Regions from separate parts of the Mus musculus genome. Here region 1 is linked to region 2. The links are chromatin contacts, called in public HiChIP or PLAC-seq maps. All regions are on one chromosome and are shown on one strand. The core of a region is the stretch at or near the end of the contact, and the rest is flanking DNA. Distances in the headings are between cores, read along the strand shown. Region 1 overlaps Nol4l (nucleolar protein 4-like). Region 2 overlaps Xkr7 (X-linked Kx blood group related 7).

The links. HiChIP or PLAC-seq counts read pairs in DNA pulled down with a chosen protein or histone mark.
Region 1: a contact with region 2 is called in an H3K27ac HiChIP or PLAC-seq map of T-cell acute lymphoblastic leukemia, with 2.9 times the contacts expected there. The contact joins two enhancer-like sites. A contact is called at or near these places in 1 of 39 promoter capture datasets (liver), 2 of 115 datasets of contacts at active chromatin or transcription factors (T-cell acute lymphoblastic leukemia and embryonic stem cells) and 2 of 9 other capture datasets (embryonic stem cells and liver).

What each region holds. Positions count from the first base shown.
Region 1 is chr2:153,466,405-153,471,314 of GRCm38.p6, forward strand. Nol4l (nucleolar protein 4-like) reads right to left here. Exons shown (of 11, transcript NM_001134300.2): 4 at 4,284-4,393. Among named protein-coding and RNA genes, the nearest start is that of Nol4l, 61 kb to the right of the region's middle. Within about 2 kb of position 3,102, at least 39 of the 459 cell types and tissues checked have an H3K27ac peak or open chromatin away from gene starts, as enhancers often do. A contact at or near this core is called in T-cell acute lymphoblastic leukemia, where this site is marked.
Region 2 is chr2:153,043,094-153,047,836 of GRCm38.p6, forward strand. All of the region lies in intron 1 of Xkr7 (X-linked Kx blood group related 7), which reads left to right. All of the region lies in intron 1 of Gm32286 (a long non-coding RNA gene), which reads right to left. Among named protein-coding and RNA genes, the nearest start is that of Gm32286, 7.3 kb to the right of the region's middle. Within about 2 kb of position 2,893, at least 29 of the 459 cell types and tissues checked have an H3K27ac peak or open chromatin away from gene starts, as enhancers often do. A contact at or near this core is called in T-cell acute lymphoblastic leukemia, where this site is marked.

The DNA of each region.
Region 1 (4,910 bases), core at 1,852-4,351, 420 kb after region 2:
TGAACTCAGGACCTCTGGAAAAGCAGCCAGTACTCTTAAGCATTGAGCCATCTCTCCAGCCCTAGTGACTGTGATTTTTTTTTTTTTTTTTTTTTTTTTTTTTTTTTTTTTTGGTTTTTCAAGACAGGGTTTCTCTGGATAGCCCTGGCTGACCTGGAACTCACTTTGTAGACCAGGCTGTCCTGGAACTCAAAAATCTGCCTGCCTCTGCCTCCCAAGTGGTGACTGTGATTTTAAGCCTGACCATCAAATGTGTAGCACGAGAGTGATATGCAAGTTCTTTGTACAAAGGATCAACCGGACACACTGGACACAGAGCAGGCACCAGTTGACAGTCCCTCTGTGTTGAGGACCCACTAGCACTCACTGCTGAGATCTCTCTGCAGGCCCACACAATTAATTGCCTTGAGTTCCCCTTATCTTTCACAGAGCTGTGGTACCACGCAGGCACAGGCCAGGCCACCTCCTTAGCATCTTTACCAGTGCCTAGATCACAGAACAACAAAGGACAGATGAATGGAGGGTTGGATAATATATGTGTGAATATGCAAATGAGTAGATGACAGAATGTACAAGTGATACCTGGAAACTTCACCCGGAAACTTCACCTTCCAGAAAAAGAATCAGCAGCAGAAAAGTAAAAAAAAAAAAGGGAGGCGTGGCATGGCATGGGAGGTGGATGTTGGGGCATGGGGTGGGGGTGGGGTTGCTGTGAGAGGTGGGGAGTGGGTCATGGGTTGGGGGTGGGGTTGGTGTGGGAGCTGTGGGGTGGGGGAATGAGGTGGGGGTGGGGTGGGAACTGTGGGATGAGGCATGGGGTAGGGGGTTGGAGGGTAGGATGCAAAGCCAGCAAGGTGCTTCTGGAATGGGTAGAAGTGGAAAGGGCTGGGTGAGATTGTTGGGAATCTTTGTCACTGTCCTCAGGCTTTTGTGTGTTTTGTCTTGTTGGGTTTTTCCTTTTTTCTTTCTTTCTTTCTCTCTCTCTCTCTCTCTTTCTCTTTTGTTTTTGTTTGTTTTTTTCTTTTTTAAACAGTCTCTGTGATATTTAATTACAAAAGAATGAAAAAACAAGAGAAGGCAAAAGGCAGTAAGTGGGTGACTCTGCCTTGAGCACACTCTGGAGGGGACTTGGAAACTGACAGGTCACTCTGTTCTGACTCAGCCTGCACCCTGTCTAGGATGCAACCTTCTTGTGGAAGGCTCTCAGCTGTTCCCTCATGGCTTGCCACATCTCCATACCCTGATTCCTCTAAGAAGATAAGTTTATCAACTGTACAACCAGCGTGGCTTCAATTCTGCATCTCTAGAGGAGTTTGTGAGAATTTGTGGTTTTGAACTCAGCTAGCTTTGAACTTGAGATCTTTCTGCCTCTACCTTCCAAGTGCCAAGATTAAAGGCATGGGCCACCTCACCTGGCAGAAAAATAAAACCTCTTCTGACACTATATCCCAATTTTTCAGCTCCTTGTAGCCACTCTGATGACAGCTCCAGGAGTAATTCTCTTTGAGGAGGTCCCTGTAGAGAATGCCACTTAACCCAGACCATCTTGTGAAATGAGGAAACTTAACAACAATATTTGCTGCACTGAATCAGACCTCAAGAAGAATCTCCTTCCTTTGTGTTACTATTACCATTGGAGTTTTCTTTTGTGTGTGTATGTTGAGGGGTAGGGTTACCAGGTGCCAGGTGTCCATATTTCCTAGTATCTTTATAGAGAAGGACTAAGTGCCCAGCATATTAACTTGGATCAAACACTGGCCAGCTGCAAGAAAACCCTGCTCCCTCTCACTGTCTGCCAGAACAAGGTGAGGGTGTACATGTTGCATATGCCCTGCCTCCCTGGTGTCTCCTGGAGTGCAAATGTTAGAAATCCCCAAAAGGTCTGATTGAGCTGTTGGTCCTCCAGGGCTGTGATTACACTGACATTATCTATCCTGCCCCAGTGCCTGGAGACTGTTTTTGCCTTCCTCATAACTCACACTAGCAGCTTGCAAATACTACAGGTGCCAGTTGTGGCCTCTGTGGTCAGAGTGGTCTTGCAAGGGACGTGGGATGGGACAGGCAGAACTCAGGCCAAATAGTCCTCCACTTGTCCTAAGGAGGACCCTGTCTACCTCCAGTGTGTGAGGAACAGGCTACTAATGCAAGGATATGGATTTTTAGTTTCAACTCAAGAAGGGGCATCAAGGACTCTGATCCTTGGCCCCTTCTTTGCTGCTGTAGATTAAACAATCCACAGCAGTGATGCTTGTTTTTTTCCGTTGTGCCAGCCTTAAAGCAGGGCAATGGAGACCAAGGCTTTGCAGCTCCTTGCTGATCATAGGGAGCTGGAGATTGACAGGTGGGTGGGAGGCTCAAAGAAAGATGGGACATTGACATTGCTTCACCTGCCAGTGCCCAAGTAGGGCCTGCCCTCTCCCCCACTCCCCACAGACAGGGGAAGCTGGTTACTCTGAGTCTCTGCACTCCCAGACTTGCTGAGCACTTGGAGACAATGACTCCCGCAGTCTTGTTGTGGGAGTAGCTTGAGTCTGGCCAGGACAATCAGTCCATGAGCTTTGTCTTGCCAGATACTTGCCTAGCGTTCGTTGAGTGGCTGAGAGTTGACCCTTTCCCTCCCACATTCTGGTCCAGTGTGCAGCCTCTGTTAGGGACTTGTACAGACTCTGTCCTTCCCTGACCAGGGGGCCTTTGCATAGGTTTCCCCCTATGGTATGGAAATTTTCTTTCTTTTCATATCTAGCATAAATGGTGGCCTTCTTTCCTGCGGCAAGCCTTCCCTGCCTGCCACAGACCCTCCAATGGACACCAAGTACCCATATCCCAAAACCTTCTCAATAGCACCACTGTGTCCAGTTGTCACTTCCTCAATAGCTATAGCTACCTGCTAGGCACTAGAGCCCAGCTCACAGAAAAAGCCTCACCTTTGTTAATCCCTCTCACCACCACCTTCTACCAATACAAGAGAAACTACAGTTAAGATTTTAAAAGCAAACAAAACCTGACAGGATTTACAGAGGAGAGGCCACATCTGCACACCACACTGACCACGTTGGCCCCGGCAGTGACCCAGATCCAGCTGCCTGTCCCAGGAGAGAAAAGGCCATGTGGCACTGCTCTCAGCTGTCTGTGTGGTTTATGTGAGCAGTGACACTGTGGATGGTTATAGGAAAACAAAGGGCACAATTCCTCCTCCTCTTCAGTAGTCACCAGAGAACTGCACAGTGGGAATGAGATTTCCTAAGCACTAACAATGGCACCCTGAGACTACTACCCCACAGCAGAAACCATGCAGTGCCCCCACCCCCACCCCAGCACACTGCCATCAACAGCAACCATCCTAGGACAGTCACTGTTGGATGAGAGGGAAAACATGGAAGTGAGAGATGCCCCCCACCCCCCTGCAAAAAAAGCTGGCTTCCTTCCTTTAGCCTCAAGAAACAGGATTGGGGTGGGGGTGGGGCAGCCTGAATGCTCACTGTAGGTAGCACAGGCCCAGCTCTAGCACAGACTCACCGCCTCCACATCCAGGCCCAGCCACAAGCCTTCCCCCACCCCCACATGTTCACACTGTCAAGGAGGCTTGCGATGCAAGACAGCAGAAACCAAGAGTTCTGACCTGGATTCCATGTGGAAGCAAGTGCCCCTTCCCTTAGTTAAAGCCTTGGGGACTTGATGTAAGCATAGGTGGGGGCTGCACTTGAGATGAAGGAAGGAAGGAGCGCCCTGGTTTCGGTTGCAGCAGAGGGAGAGGACAGTGCTCACCCAGGTTCTCTTTCAGAGACAGGCTTTGCTTTGTGGGAGGTCAGCAAGTGGAATGTGTGGGGAGTTTTCAGAGCTTGTTTTCATGGTGCCTGACAGCCCTTGGCAAACCTCATCTAGGAGTCTTGGACAACCAGGGAGCTCCAAGGCCTTATCTAGCCCAGTCTAACCTCCAAGGCCCATCTTCCTGGGACCCAAGAATGACAGAGGCCACTGGCAAGCAACCAGTGGTGTAACAGTGGGGAGACCCTGAGAGTTAAGGTCTGTGGCTCTGAAGCATTTGTCCCTAGCAGGTCCTTGAGAGAGCCCGGCAAGGCTGAGCCTCCACGGTTCAGAAGACACTCACAGGGTGAGCATGCTCCCACCTTCTCTGCTAGCTGTGGGACCAGATGACCACAGAACTGTCTTTTTATTTGCTCGTGTTTATCCAGGCTGCTGTGGGCCCCAAGCCCTGGAAAGTCTCAGCCACAACCAGGCAAGGTCAGCCTCCTGGCCTCTGAGGGAGAGAGCAGGCACCTTACCTGCTCCTGAGAGTTCATCACTCGCAGCTTCATCTGCTTCAAGTAGGTAGAGGTGAGGGGCATGTTGTAATCAATAATGCCAGACACCAGAGGGGATGGAGGCTCATTCTCTGCAGCAAAAACAAAAGAAAACCCCTTTCAGTCCCTGCATGGAATGAGGGTGGGGTGAGAGGCTGCCTCCGTCAAGGAGAGGGCTAGCGGCCACTCGCTGTCCACCTGTCCACCTGTGTGCTGTGCAGCACACAGTGTTGAAAATGCTTGCCAGTTAGGTGCCAGTTTTTAAAAAAAAAGTGAGACTTGGCTGTTTCAAAAGAAATGAAAGGTCTGTCACACAGGATTCCTGTGACAACCATGTGGCCCTGTAGCTGCCACTTCTTACAGGCAGGACATGTGTGTTTTGCCAGGGCACAGCTTTGCTCACTCAGGCCACCTGCCAGGACCCTGAAGGCATTAAGTTTCCAACTCTGGCCAGAGTTGGCTCTTGCTGGTAAACACCTGCCTCTGCCTGTCCCACTCCAGCCTCAGCCCCACGGTGTCCCCTCACCAGAGCACTCTCCGAGACCAGATGGCTCACAGATCTGAGCCAGGCCTTCAGTACCCTCCACCCTCCCAAATCCTGGTGCTTCC
Region 2 (4,743 bases), core at 1,643-4,142:
GCCTGGCTCCCCACCCCCACCCCCCAGCATACAGGGGTGTTTTGCATGCATGTATGTTTATACACCATGTGTATGCCTGGTGCCTGTAGAGAGAGCATCGGATCCCCTGGAACTGGAGTTACAGATGGCTGTGAGCCACCTTATAGGTGCTGGGACCCAAAGCCAGGTCCTCTGGAAGAGCAACAAGCATGCAGTGCATATAAACCCATGAGAGCACAGAAGGGTTTTTCTCTTAATATCTTGAGATATTTCATTAACTAGTCCCCATCATTTCCAACTTGGGACTTTCCTTTTTGCATTAATGTTCAAATTTCTGGCTGGACTTGAAAAGGTTAGAAGGGAAAACAAAATGACGCCCCTGCCTTTTGAACTGTATCTTCTCCCAGGGTGGGTGGTTAGAGCTGAAACAGGCTGCCTCTTTAGATAGGCTATGCCGCTATAGCGCCCCAGTCAGAAACTCCAAATCTACTTCCGGAATTTCTGTGAGACCACAAACAGCCAGGTGTGATTCTTTCTGTCTGCATTAGGTTCCAGATACCTTCAAACATCACCAGGAGATTGGAATCAAGGCCCCTCCCCACTGTCTCTTGACATCCTAGCTCCACCCAGGAGCGAGGGACAGGATGGGACATGGGGCTTGGGGGAAAGCAAAGGACCTTCAGAACCTTCAGAGCACAGGGCTCTGAGCTTTAGTCTCTCTTGCACATCACTAACCCATAACATAGCTGGCAAAGTTGAGGCCCAGAGAAAGGGAGCTGTGAGAAGCCTGGTCCCAAATATGGTTGCCCCAGAGCAGCTTTCTGCTTTTCTACTGAGCAAGAACATGGACACTGGCTGGGAGCTGGTGAGAGAGGATGGGATGGGAGAAAGTCACAGGTTTTTAGCTAAGACCTAAAATCAGTGGCCGGAAGTGTCTGGCCTGGTGCCAGCAAAGAAGAGGGGCTGTGACTCTTCAGGGGCTGTGAAGGAGAAGGGAGACAGCCTGGCTCCCAGCACCACATGAAATGGGAGCCAAACGTGTAAAATCACATTCTTTGCTGACATTTAGGATTCTTTTGGCTGCCAACCCCAGGAAGGGCCTATTTTCTCATCCTTGCAGGAGTGCTCAGAATTGAGGCGTAAACCAACAGGAGGGGGGTGTTGAAGCCATTCTTCCTGGGCTATCCTGCAAAACCTACAGGTGGGGTCTGGGTTCCCCTGCTCAGCTTGATCCACTCCCTGGTGAAATGAGGGACATCTCTGTGTCCTGAGACACAGCTCCATTGCTTTCTTGATGTTGGAGCTGGGCAGAGTCCCTCCTCCAAATGTCTGATAACTGTCTCCTTTTTTCATAAAAGCCCATTGTTTTCTCTGACCTGGCAACTGACCTAACCTCCACTCCATCTAGTGAGTTCTCCACAGCTTTTACCTCTAAAACTGCTGCCATCTTTAAAACCTTCCTGGGTCATGAGATAAAGACCTTTGCTCAAGTTGTTTCCTCTATCAAAATCCCCTCTCCTCTCCCCTTCCCACCTGCTTAGCTCCTGTACCTACTTCAGACTCCTCAGCAATCAACACTTCCAGAGACTCTTCCCTGACTGTAGAGCCTTCCCCACTCCCTCTGGTATTCTCTATGCTGTAGCACAAGACCTGGTCTGGACCATCACTGGAGTCTATGGAACATGGTTTTCTCCCACTTACACAATGATTGAATCAGTGCCCAGGCCTTCATTATTAAAAATAGTGCCGACAAATGGGTTGAATCGCTCTTGCTCACCCCTGTGTCTACCATAGTTCTTGGCACATAGTAGGTACTCAGAAGTGTTGAGAAAATAAATGGGGCTAAGAAGATAGTTCAACGAAGGAGCACATGCTTAGCTCTGGGATCACTCCCCAGTACACACACACACACACACACACAAACTCACACACACACAGATACATACACACACAGAGATACACACACACACAGGTACACACACACACAGATACATACACACACAGAGATACACACACACACAGGTACACACACACACACACACACACACACACCAAATGAACCTTTCTTTTGATGGTATTCAGTTTTTCCATCAGAAGATGGGCTCCTAGTCACAGAAGTCACATGGCTGCAGTAAAGATTTTAGCAAGGTACAAAATAGAATATATTGAATGAATGGCAGTTACTTTCTGCAGTGGGTGGAGACACCCCCCCACCCACCCCCACACACACACCCAGAAAAGAAACTGCCCATTGATCTCACCTAGCCAGACAGATCTTTTCTGGCCCTCTGTTCTTAGGGGCAGCTTCCGTGGGAAAGCCAACTTTGCCAGAAATTACCAACTTTCTCTAGTTAGCAATTCTGACTTTTTGTTTTGTTTTGAAACAAGAGTCTCATTATGTAGCATATATTAACTTGGGATTTATTATGAAGCACAGGCTGGTGTTGGATTCACAGGAATCCTTCTGCCTCAGCTTACTTGTGTTGAAGTTTGAGATAGGGTCTCACTCTATATAACCTAGGCTGGCCTCAGAGCAGCAATCCTCCTGCTTCAGCTTCCCACGAACAGGCTTATAAGCAAGTATGATCATGCCTAGTTAGAAAGTACCAGGTTTCTTTCCTGACAAAGCCTGTGAGCAGACAACTTTAAGATGCCTTGCTTACGTCTGGCTGGTACCACATTACCACTTTCTGGTTTCCCAGTTGTGCTGGAAGGTTGGTGCTTGATGTGGGTTATCGTTATCGTTATTTGTAAGCCCTGCACATGGTCCATCATCCTACAAAGAGGTGAAGGACTCGGAGGGTTAGCCCCCACCCTCAACCTGCAGGTGTCAGGCAGGGCCCATCTTGGAGACAGGGGTCTTTAGCAGGCCTGCAGGCTGCTTCCTGGATAGAGCGGGCAGAGCGGGGGAGCCTCTGGAAGCTGTTGTGGTTTTGGCTCAGAGCCCTGAGGGGGAGTGGGGAGGGGCGAGAACACAGGCTCAGAAACTCGGAGACCAGAGACCGACAGATGGGAGAGCTGAGGATGTGAGAGACACAGACAGACAAGAGAAGAACCCAGAGTCAGGAAGAAGAGAATCAAGCAGGAGAGGACGGCTGGAAAACGGGCAGTCATGCTGAGCCATGAGCTGAGCAGTAGGCCAGCAGATGGACCAGTTAGTGAAGGACTGGAAGCCCCAGGCAGAGAGACCCACAAGAGGAAAAAGAAAAAAAGAAGCGTGTATCCACAGGGCAGACAGGCTGGCCCCAGAGTGTAGGTCAGACTGTCAGATGAATGCAGGGTCTGAAGAACAGGATGGTACAGCATAGACGGGCGGGATGGTAAGAGGCCCACAGACTGGCTGGCCACAGTAAAGGGATAGATAGATAGAGATGATCGATGTTCAAGGGGAGACACCACCAACAATGATCTGTTGTCTGAGGCCATGTTTGCCTGTCTGAATGGAGATTAAAACCAATGACAGAAACTTCACCTCACAGGAGACAGATGGGGTAAGCTGGGGGCTGAACTCAAGTTTCTCTGGAACAGTGACCCCCTACTTCTCGCCATTAAAGCAAACCCCTTGGGCTCTGAAAGATGCTGGTCAGAGGAGCGACCTGATAGGGAAAGAAGAGTGAATTCTGCCCACTTACTGACCCTGCTGCCCACTCACGGAGGTCACAGGGTTCTGAGGGAGCCATGAACCCAGAGTAGGTGGATTCCAACACTAACTGTTGGCCTCTCTGTTTTCGCAGACCAGGCCTGTTTTGCTCCCAGCCCCACCTGTTTATGCTTATTGGTTCCTCGGCTTCCTCTTCTAGACCAAGCTTCCTCTCTTAGCATGCATGAGACAGTGAACTGGAGGCTGGCAAGATGGCTCAGAAGGCAAAGACACTTACTACCAGGCCTGACCACTTGATTTTGGTCCCTGGGTCTCACATGTGAGAAGGAAAGAGCTGACTCCCACAGGATGTCCCCCAACCTTCACACATGACACACACACACACACACACACACACACACACACCAACCTCCCCACATGGAATACACATGCCTACATACACACATACCAACCTCCACACATGGCACACACATGCCTACACACACACACACTCACACATAATTAACAAGAAATGCAATGATATTTTGTTTGGTTTAGAGACAGGAAGTCAGAAATGACACAACAGGATTTGCATCTACAATCCCAATTCTTGGGAGGATAAAGGAGGAGCAATCTCATGAATTCAAGGCCATCCTGGATTATTTAGCAAATTCCAGGCCAGCCAGAGCTATATAGCAAGAATCTATCTCAAAAAAAAAAAAAAAAAAAAAAAAAAGGCTAGGAACCAGAAGTTCAGTCCCAATAGACGTCTCCATAGCCCTGTAATTGGCTTTTGGTTAAAGGCACTGGCTGCACTAGCTGCACTGGCTGCTCATTCCGGCCTTCAGGCCACTAGCATCTGATAATCAGAAAGAGGCACCAGGGAAGACTTCCTGGAGGAAGAACAACAGAATGAATCAGGAGTGGAGTGCCGGGAGGTGTTCTGGCTCTGTGCGGACTGAGACAGGGAAGCCCAGGGTCTGCTAAGACCAGGAAGGACACACACACAAGATTCATTTATCAGTTCATTCAACATTTATACCTGTCTTCTACCTGTGCGAAAGCAGAGGAGACTCTGGTGACCATTACAAACAAGGCCTCTGCCTCATAGAGCACCAGTGACAGAATAGAAAGAAACTGTCTAGGGGCTGAGGATGGACCTCAGCTGGTCGAATGCTCGCAGA